Regions from separate parts of the Mus musculus genome. Here region 1 is linked to region 2. The links are chromatin contacts, called in public promoter capture Hi-C maps. All regions are on one chromosome and are shown on one strand. Each heading gives the region's core, a stretch centred on a gene start, on an enhancer-like site or on the middle of the called end of the contact. The rest is flanking DNA. Distances are from core to core; before and after follow the strand shown. Region 1 holds the start of Ppp1r11 (protein phosphatase 1, regulatory inhibitor subunit 11). Region 2 holds the start of Gnl1 (guanine nucleotide binding protein-like 1).

What was found. Promoter capture Hi-C pulls out the DNA fragments that hold promoters and counts their contacts.
Region 1: a contact with region 2 is called in a promoter capture Hi-C map of pre-B cells. The contact joins the promoter of Ppp1r11 here to the promoter of Gnl1 in region 2. A contact is called at or near these places in 10 of 39 promoter capture datasets (the 3T3-L1 cell line, 3T3-L1-derived adipocytes, the C10 cell line and 7 more), 1 of 484 Hi-C or Micro-C datasets (rod photoreceptor) and 2 of 115 datasets of contacts at active chromatin or transcription factors (astrocytes and embryonic forebrain).

What each region holds. Positions count from the first base shown.
Region 1 is chr17:36,948,353-36,953,602 of GRCm38.p6, forward strand. Ppp1r11 (protein phosphatase 1, regulatory inhibitor subunit 11) reads right to left here and starts at 3,440. Exons shown (of 3, transcript NM_029632.3): 1 at 3,071-3,440; 2 at 1,525-1,633; 3 at 3-1,202. The coding sequence starts at 3,154. The coding sequence ends at 1,000.
Region 2 is chr17:35,977,581-35,982,624 of GRCm38.p6, forward strand. It overlaps Gnl1 (guanine nucleotide binding protein-like 1), which reads left to right and starts at 2,375. Exons shown (of 12, transcript NM_008136.2): 1 at 2,375-2,667; 2 at 3,037-3,202; 3 at 3,482-3,618; 4 at 3,727-3,878; 5 at 3,978-4,049; 6 at 4,945-5,044. The coding sequence starts at 2,595. Prr3 (proline-rich polypeptide 3) reads right to left here and starts at 1,715. Exons shown (of 4, transcript NM_145487.4): 1 at 1,547-1,715; 2 at 801-863. The coding sequence starts at 1,658.

The sequences.
Region 1 (5,250 bases), core at 2,190-4,689, 970 kb after region 2:
TGTGCAATGTTGGGTTATTTATTTTGTGCATCTGTGGCAATAAATGAGATCTAAGTGGTGCCATGGGTTTTGCTGATTTCTGTACTGTGCACAGCCAGAGGCCTGGAGGGCAGTACCCAGATCCTAGCACCAGCCGGGGAGGGCTGAGAGAGCAAGACACCTGGGTTGGCAGACACCAAAGCCTAGGCAGGAAAGGGTAGGAGCATACTGCAGGGGCCTGTCCCCTCATCTCTTTGCTTTCTCCCTCTTTCCTTTTAGGGACCCAGGCCCCTAGGACACCAATGCTGAAGCTCAAAGATTAAAGGCTGAGAAAATCATTGGCTCTAAGTCAGTGGTCTCAGCCAGCTTTGTCAGAAATGTTATATTCAGGACATGGCTATTTTTTTTTTTTTTTTGGTTCCACTTTCCATTAGGTGTGAATGACAAAGACCTCTCCTAACTCCTTTGGAGAGCCATAAGGGGTAAGAGGAGCAGAAGGGCCAGGGAACCCTATAGTCTCCACACAACCTTACATCCCACAGGCAAGAACTAAGATTTAGGAAAACTGCATCAGTAGAAGAACCATAAGCCAGGATTAATACGCAGAACTGGGGTGCAAGATTGCCTGGCATCTGATTGGAGCCCTGGCAGTGAAAGCTGGGACCGTTGAAAACCCAGTTGAAGTGCTTGGGACTCAAGCTGAGGGTGCAGGTGGCCAAGATACTGGATCCCAGGACAGGTAGTTTGGCAGTGAGAACAAAAGGGATAGACTGGGACCAAGATGCCTGGATCCCAGGCATGGGAGCAAACTGTAGGGAAGCAGGGGCTGGGAGAACCCAGAAGCCTGGGTTCTGGAACAGCAGCAAGTCAGAATTCCAGGATCTGTATCCACCCTCCTCTTCCTCTTCTCTATCACTCAGGAGACGGAAGAAGGGGGCAGGAGAACGGAGGCAATGGGTGGAGTCCCCATGTCAGATGGATATATTTGGGGCAGGCAGACACATGAATGGTGAGAGGGATTTAGTGCTGCATAGGTCCTGGAGGGGGCTTAGAGGGATCAGGAGGCTGTGGAGGAGTGGTTGGGGTGGGTGCTGGGGTTGTAGGACGCCGTCCTTTGCGGTGACCCCGTACACAGTGCTTATGACTACAGCCTTCTTCTTCATCCTCATCACTCTCGGTGGAGCTCTCGCCAAAGGCCCGAGGCTTCTCATAAATACAGCAGCCTGAATGGAGAGAGAGAAAGCCAGCTAAGAAGGATGAAGAGCAGTGTTCAGTCAGTTTCATTTCCACCAGATCTGTGTGAAAACCTCTCCCTACTTTTCTGGAATCCAGCTGCCTTAGCCTCTTCCCCCAGGAATTCAAGAGAGAGTCGGAAAAACCTGACTCCCATTCTGCCATGGCTTGCCCCCGCCCCCACCCCTAACTCCAGGCAGTTGGTACCGCATAGTTTTATTCCCACCTATTTTTCTTTCCAACCAAGAACTCGATAGAGCTATAAAGCAACAGTGAGATGGTGGCCAGGGACACTGGGCCACCCACACTCACATTTCGACGAGCGTCGCCCCATATGCTCATTGTCCACAGTGTCACTGGACCACTCCACCTTCTTCTCTGGCTTGCGTTTCCGAAGTTTCATAGTTAGGCTCTGATTCTCCTGAAAAGTTAAAAGAGGTGTGGGCCCATCTGACTCACTTCCTCTTGATTTTTCCTGTTTCCTATGGAACCTCCTTTTTTCTCTTCCCTGGCTCAGTCAGTAACACACATCATGCCCCTGGAGAGGCAGGACAGCCTGTTTGTGGAGAGTATGAATCCCTGTTCTTGATAACCAATAGTATGCAAAGAAGGCAATTCTTAAACTAGGGAAGGTGCCAGCAAATTGGCAAACTAAGATACAACCAACGCTATCACCCTTGGTGGCATTAATATATGAATGTTATTTTCTCCCTTTCCTGTGACTGGCCTTTGATCTCACTTTCTTCTTCACACCTCTTATTCATGTTCTAAAGAGACTGAGGTATGTAATCTCAGCACTTGGGAGACTGAAATGGCCTCTGCAACATGGTATAGCTATTTTCTCAGAAAAAAATAAAATAAAATAAAGCAGGGATGGGGAGACATCTCTGTTGGTAAAGCTCTTTTGGTGCAAGCATGAAGACCTGAGTTTGATCCCTTGTATCCACGGGAACAAAAACAACAACAAAAAGTCAAATGTGGTGGTGGTGGTGGTGCAAAAAGGCAGATCTCTTGCTAGCCAGACTAGCCTATTTGGCCAGCTCCAGGCACAATGACTCTGTATCATAAGTAAATAAATAAATAAATAAATATAGACCATGTCTCAGACATCTGAGGTTAACTTCAGGCCTACACACACACACACACACACACACATATCAAAATAAAACAAATATCCAAAACCCTCCTTCTACAAAAAAGCCTTCATTCTTTCTTCTCTCATCTTCAAGCCCAGGGCTCCCTAATCCTATCCACTTATTCTTTAACATTCTGGCATCTCTGGTAATAACTGCTAAACTACTAATCTCCTTCAACCCAGACATTGTCAAACCCAACGCATCTTTCTCCCTTTGAAAGCAATTTGTTTTTGCAAAAGTTGTTTGCTCATTTGCTTCTCTCCTCCCTGATCTGCCAAAACACACTTCACCTTATTTTCTTGTTTCCTCATTTCCTCCGCTTTAACACGCACCCATTCCATGACTATCTATTGGTAAGCACTATTGGTAAGTACTCGTTCTGTACATTTGCCTCCAAAACCACGCCTTCTCAAATGGCGTTTCACTTCCTCCCAGTACCTTTCTGGCTCCTTAACCCAGTTTCCGTTTATTACGTACATAGACCACCACCCCAAGCCTTAACACCTATACTCTAATTGTAACTACGGATTAAACAATCCTTGACCAGTCACTTGAACCATTTGAGCGGCTCCAAGCATCTCTATTTAGTTCCTTGCGATTTTCCCAATAAGAGTAAACCCCACATGATGTCCCAGATCCCAAACCCACCAACTTTCCAAACCCCCCTCCCCCTCCCAGTGCCTCCCAGACCCCTAAATAGACCCCCTGCCCGCCTTTCTCACTGGCTCGGTTGTCTCGGTAACCGTTGTCTCAGTAACCGTTGTCTCAGTGACGGTCTCACTTATCCCGGCCCCTGTCTCCGCCATGGCTAAAGCGAAAAGCGAGAAAGCGGGATGAGACACCCTTTCCTTTTTCTGAGCCTCAGAGATCTAAGAGAACCGGTACAAGACTCGGAGTAGAGGCCAGGATGCTCTAGCTTCTTAATCTCCCCTACTCCTCCACGGCCTCTGCTTCCCCACCCCTGGGGAAAACCTGTCCAACCCCACTTCCGGCCTTTCACTTCCGGTTGTGACGCATCCTGCAGAACACAGTTTCCCTTCCCCACCACCGCCTGGGTCAAAGCAGGCGTCGCCAGAATAGTTCCGCCGTAATGCAATAGTGCGCAGACGCTGAGGTTGGCAGAAGTGATGTCATAGTGGGGGGGGTGGGGCTAGGCAAGGCTTAAGTTCATTGGCTGGTCAACTCGAGGCCGTTGTGCTGAAAGGATGAGGTCTGTGTGCCTAGAATCCTTACCCTATCTGCTGTATCCATAAGCTTAGGTGAAAAAATTAGGTGGGACAGGGAGCTATCTCCAAATTCCTTTTTATCATTCTGTCAAGGAGCGGTTTTCCAGGAGCAGGAAATACACTGGGTTCTAGCCGTCTCCCTGTTTGTTGATATCCCAGTGAAGGTACACTAAACCTGAAATTTTTTGACTGTAGTAGGCCCTAAGATTAAAGCCTGAAACACCTAGATTACCATTTAGCTCCCAGTTTGAGGAATGCAAAGGTTAGATGCAGGGGGCAGAGTAACAAATCCAAATTCATCTGGTTAAATTTTGTTAAATCTCTCCACTATCCATCCAAAAATACCAGTTTTTGTTTCCTTACAATGAGAAACTAGATTTAGATAAGATATATGTATAATACATATAAGTGCATCTTTTTTGTATTGTCCTTGTAATGGTTTTCATTTAGGCTTACTATGCTCGAGAGTCCAAACGGGGGGAGGGGGCTCTAATTTGTAAGCTCCTAGCTTGTACAAACTGTCGTGGCAGCCCGCCTACCTCTTTTAACCAGACATTGAAGGTTTTTTTTTGTTTGTTTGTTTGTTTGTTTGTTTGTTTTGTTTTGTTTTCCCAAATAGGGTTTCTTTGTGTAGCCTTGGCCCTTTTGGAACTCTCTCTGTAGACCAGACTGGCCTCAAATTCAGAAACTTACCTGCTTATGCCTCCTCCAGTGTTGGGATCAAAGGCCACCACCACCACCCAACAAAGAATTATTTTATTATTATTATTATTCACTTTACACCCTGTTCACTGCCCCTCTCCCAGGTACTCCCTCCCACAATCCTTCCCCCATCCCCATCCCCTTCTCTGAGTTGGGTGGGATCCCCCTGGCTATCCCCACACCCTGACACTTCAAATCTCAGCGACACTAGGTGCTTCCTCTCCCACTGAGGCTAGACAAGGCAGCCCAGCTAGAAGAACCTGTCCCATGTACAAGCAACAGCTTTTGGGATTGTCCCTGATCCAGTTGTTTGGGACCCGCATGACAACCAAGTTGCACATCTGCTACATATGTGAGGGGAGGACTAGGTCCAGCCCATGTATGCTCTTTGCTTGGTAGTTCAGATTCTGAGAGTCCTAAGGGTTAGTTGACTCATTTGGTCTTCCTATGATGTTCTTATTCCCTTTGGGACTTGAAATCCTTCTTTCTATTCTTCTATAAGAGTCCCCAAGCTCCTTCCAGTGTTTGGCTATGGGTATCTGTATCTTGAGTGAGCAGCTGGGTGGAGCCTCTCAGAGGACAAGAAGCATGGTATGTACTCATTATAAGTGGATATTATCCACAAAATACAGGTACCACAGTACACTCCATGGCCCAAGTGAGGACTCTTGAATCTCATTTCGAAGGGGGAATAGTCATAAGTCAGATGGAGGAAGGGAACTGGGAAGGTGGGGCAATGGGGAAAGGAATAGGGTGGAGTCAGGATCCAGTGTGGGGAAGGACAGGAAGAGTTGGCTAGATGGCCATGAAAATGAATGGAAATCTGCAACTAGCAGGGGTGAGGGGTTGGGGGAGAACTTCCCAGGATGAGGCAGAGACCTGGGATAGAGGAGGCACCCAAGAGTCAGTGGAGGTGACCTTAGCCGTGATTCACACATCAGGGACATGGAATCTGAAGAACCTACCTCTGTAGT
Region 2 (5,044 bases), core at 1,125-3,624:
TCCCAAGTGCTGGGATCAAAGACGTGCACCACCACAGCCTGGCTACTTTTAAATTTTATAGACAGTGTCTTATATAGGCCAGGGTAACACTGAACTCTGAGCTTTCCTGCTGCCAGTATGCCTGGTCTGTGTGCTGTTTACAAACGCTTACCTACTCTAAGACCATGAGACATGGTTAACTTTTTATAAGAATGTTTATTTTACAATCTGCTTAGAATTGGTGTTTTTATTTGGTACGACTATTACAAAGTCAAAGTTCATAGTTTTACACACAAAAAAAGTCCAATTGAGACAACTTTGTTTACTGACAGAACCACTTCGTTGATTTCATCTTTACACAGAATTCTGTGTTCATATATCTACAGGCCTCCGATTGCACTCAGATAGGGTCTCATGTAGCCTAGGCTAGCCGGTCTCAAATTTGCTATTGCAGGAGAGGCTGGCCAGGAACTCCTGATCCTTCCACATGTTAAGAACTTATGTTGACATTCTGTGAAAACCACAATGTCATAGCTACTGCAGCTTTTCACTAAATCTTGCTATGCCCTCTCACTTTGGTCTTGGTAGTGTCCCATTTAGAGCCTCTATAATGGAGAACATTTATTTCTACACACAAATAAAGACAGACCTAGGAGTTAATCTGGAAGGAAAGTAACATTTTGACAACACCGTATTTCCAAACGGTTAATATATGATCCCTCATTTAGGTACACACAATCCCTGGGCTTTTGTTTAAGTCTTTAGGGGTCCATCCCTTCTCCAGGGCTTAAAACATGAATCAGGGCCCAATTTCTCCTCACCTGACTTGGGATCACCAGGCTTCCCGTTAGCCATGGGGGGAGGGCCCAGAAGGCTGGGTGGTCCTAAGAGCAGACGTGAGAAAACAGCCATCAGAACGGTGCAAAGGACTGATCACCTCGTCCTTACGTGGTCTTATAACACTCAGTTTTTAACCAGGTAAGTCATATATCCACTCAGCAGTGCCGCAAACTCTCACCCCGTCCATCTGCCCGTCCCTCTGCAGAGTTGTTTGAGAGTCCATCAGAGGGTAACAGAGGTCTCTAACAGCTCTTTCCTCACAGTGCTGCATCCACAACATGCCAGTGATTCCACGTACCCCAATCCCTCACCTTAACTGTTGGCCCATCATAGTTTTTTTCTCCTCTCCTTCCCTCGGGGGAGTAGTTCACAGAAGGTTGACCTAACCAGTGGAAGTGTGGTCACAAATTGTCTTCCCGATCATCACAATCTGTAACATCGCTGCCACCCCTCTCCCCCCGCCATTCTGCGGTTGCGCAAGCCAGATGTTTAGCCGAGCCGCCACCTCCCCTGCCTTCTCCAGAAAGGATTAGGAGCCAGATTGAGGTTGAGGGTTCAAGCAAGCGAAGCCCTCAATCCAGGTTCCACCAGCATCCCTCCCCCACCACGTCCCACCCCACCTCCACGCGTGCGCCCTTCCTCCTTCCGTTGGCACCTCCTCCCCCGCATTTCATTCTATCCTAGCCCCCTGGCCGGCTGACAGGCGTGTGCACGCCCTGCCCCTCACCCATGGGGCGCTCATCCTCCTCATCTCCAGGCTCGTCCCGCTCAGACAGTGCGAGATGTTGCTGCTGCTGCGGCAGCGGCGGCGGCTGGTCCTGCTTCTTTCGTTTCGGCATAGCGGCTGCGGCAATGGCTGCAGCAAGATTTGGAGGGCAGTGAGGAAGGGGCACACTAGCTTTCCTTCCGCTTCCGGGTGGGCGATGGGCCGGGTGACCGAGGCGCCCACCATGCCACTTCCGGGAGGTCGTGGATGTGCCGCGGCCGTTCGCTCCTACAAGGTGCCTCGCTCACCCCGCCGCGCGCGTGGGGAAGCTTTGCTCCCCCTTGTGCAGTTCCTCTCCACGTGGGAAAGCACCACCCCATTCCAGTGAGACACCGGACAGGCTTCGGGACTCTGGCGGCACGCGAGAGGCCTGTCGCATCCTAAGGTCGCCACATCCGGGCCCCAGTTACCATGGCAACAACTACAGCCACAACTCCGTGCTCTCTGACCTCTCTCCAAAAGTCCTTGTCCCGCTCGCTTTTCCTCCTCACCCGCGCTCGCACGTGTGGCCAGTGAACCTGCCTCTTCCGCAATCTCCTTACCGAGTCCTGTTGCCGCAGGCCAGTCCACGGGGCAGCCAGTCCACCGGGCAGCCAGCGCAGTCCCGGCTCTCCCGCCAGGGGCCATCCTCTCCAGGCGGCCGCGCGGTGGGGCGTGTCCTCGCCCCGTCGCCCGGCCCCCGCCAGGTGAGTGGCAGCTCCCGGGAGCGCCGGGCGGCGGTGACACGCGTCCCCCCTCCCGCGACTGCCACTTGGTAGCGCCCGTGACGGAGTCGGCTCGGGCCTCCCACGCGCGTCTCCCGCTCGCCGCACCGTGCATCCCGGACCCGCGGACTCTCACGTGCCGCCGCTTGCATCCCCGCCGCCCCGCTCCCCGCTCCCCGCCGCTCGCTGCTGACGTCACCGCGGCCCCGCCTCCCCAGGGCCCCGGGCCGCCGGCGGGGGCTGCCCCGGGGAGTCAGTTGCGGCGGCGGGGAGCTCGGCGGAGGGCGGGCCGGGGCTCCGGGGCCATGCCGAGGAAGAAGCCCTTCAGCGTGAAGCAGAAGAAGAAGCAGCTGCAGGACAAGCGGGAGCGGAAGCGAGGTCAGGGAGGGGGCGGGGCCGCTGCGCAGCTCTGGAGGAGGGCTGTGCCGCGGCACCGCGGGCGGGGGGTGGGTGGGTGGGCTCTCGCGATCCCGCGTGGGCTGCCACGGTGGGGGTTTCCCGCAGCGGCGGGACGGGGAGGGGTGGAGGGTGGGGGATGGGAAACTCTGCTTCTGCTTCTGCTGCTGCTGCCACAGGGCGCTGTGACGACCTCCAGGCCCATCCGGGACGGGGTTGGGGCGCGCGGTTGGGAAGATGGAGCCTCTGGAGAAGTTGGGTCGGCTGAAGAAGAGCTTGTCCTACCGGCTCGGGGGGCTTTAGGTCCCCTAAGAACCGGTCTACACCGGCGTCACCGGCCCCTCCCCTCAGGGCTCCAAGATGGGCTGCGCTCCAGTTCCAACAGCCGCAGCGGTAGCCGGGAGCGGCGGGAGGAGCAGACGGACACGTCGGATGGGGAATCCGTGACCCATCATATCCGCAGGCTCAACCAGCAACCTTCCCAGGGCCTGGGGCCCAGAGGCTACGACCCCAACCGGTAAGCCAAGGAGAAGGGCGCTGGCCGCAGTTTCCCCGCCCTCACCCTTAGGAAAAGCTTCCGATGAAGGATTGAAAGTGGAACTAGTGAGGCTGGAAGCCAAGGAAGGTGGTTCTCCCTGGATGGGCCACAATCTTTCTTGCCTTCCAATGGGGACTGTCAAGAGTTTGTTTAGAGGAGACTTGAACAACCAGGAGAGGAACCTTTGCAGTTTTGTGGTCAGAAGAGGAGATTGTTTGTCACAGGACTCCACTAGATGTGTGGTCCCTTTCCCCTTAGATACCGGCTGCATTTTGAACGGGACAGCCGGGAGGAGGTGGAGAGGAGAAAGAGAGCGGCCAGAGAGCAAGTGTTGCAGCCGGTCAGTGCTGAAGTGTTAGAGTTGGATATCCGGGAAGTGTATCAGCCTGGCTCAGGTGAGTGGGGGCTACTTGTGTATGCCATCAGCCTGGGGAACTTGCTGGCCAGAGAAGGGGTCCAGAAAAAGTCCTCATGCTTATCCGGTCTCTTTCCTTGTTTCCCAGTCCTGGACTTTCCCCGGCGGCCTCCTTGGAGTTATGAGATGTCCAAGGAACAGCTAATGAGCCAGGAGGAGCGGAGCTTCCAGGAATACCTTGGGAAGATACACGGGGCATACACTTCAGAGAAACTCAGCTACTTTGAGCACAATCTGGAGGTGATGGTGGCGTGTTTACTGAGTCGACATACTGTGATCTTAGTGTCCTGGTTCAGGCAGCAGCCAAACTGAAGACAGTCTCTCTTCTGATCTTTTCAGACATGGAGGCAGCTGTGGCGGGTGTTAGAGATGTCTGACATCGTCCTGCTCATTACTGACATCCGACATCCGGTGAGGACTTTGAAAGGTTTGCAAGGGGGAAAGGGGATGATTCTAGTATGAGAGTGTTCTGAGGCAGGAATTGGAAGGCAGAGAGATCTTTGTTTGTTTGTTTGGTTGGCTTTCAAGACAGGGTTTCTCTGTATAGCCCTGGCTGTCCATACTGGTCTACAAAAGTGAGTTCCAGGATCTACAAGGAGATCCACCTGCCTCTGCCTCCCGAGTGCTGGGATTAAAGGCGTGCGCCACCACGCCCGGCCAGAGAGCTCTTTTTACACCTTTTGGTGGGTGTGTGTGAAAGGCTCTGATTTGCAGGTGCTTGCCATCCCACTTGTAGACGGTATGCTTGGAATTGGGAAGCCACAGAGGTCAACCTTGGTGTTCCTCAGGCAATGGCACCATTTGCATTTCCTTTTGTTTTGCTCTGCTCTGCCACCGAGGATGAAGCCCTGGGCCTTGCATCTTGCTCGTACTAGGCCTGAGCTTTTTACCACTGAGTCGCACCCCAGCCTCAGGAGCTGAACTTTTTATTCATCTCTGATCCTTGTCACATGCACATATGATGTACACAGCCATACACACCTAACACAGACATGTACACGCGTGCATAGAGCTGTGTACTTCTTACCTGGTCCCTGTCCCTGTTCCTGACTGTCATCACCTCAGTGCACTCAGATATTGTCAGACTTGCCTCCATTTCTCTCATCATGACCTGCAGGAAGCTCCCTGAGGCCTGCCCAGGTTGTTATTAATACCTGCTTTGCCTTCCCTGCTTGGTGCGGCTGGGTTAACTGTTTTCACCACAGAATCTACTTCTGCCAGAGCTGTGCCTGGTGACAGGGAGCTGGGGTCAGCAAACTCTTGACTCGCTTCTTGTCACTCTGTCCTCTTATCAATTGTGTCACAGGTTGTGAACTTCCCACCAGCACTTTACGAGTATGTAACTGGAGAGCTTGGGCTGGCCCTGGTGCTGGTCTTGAACAAGGTGGACCTGGCCCCGCCGGCTC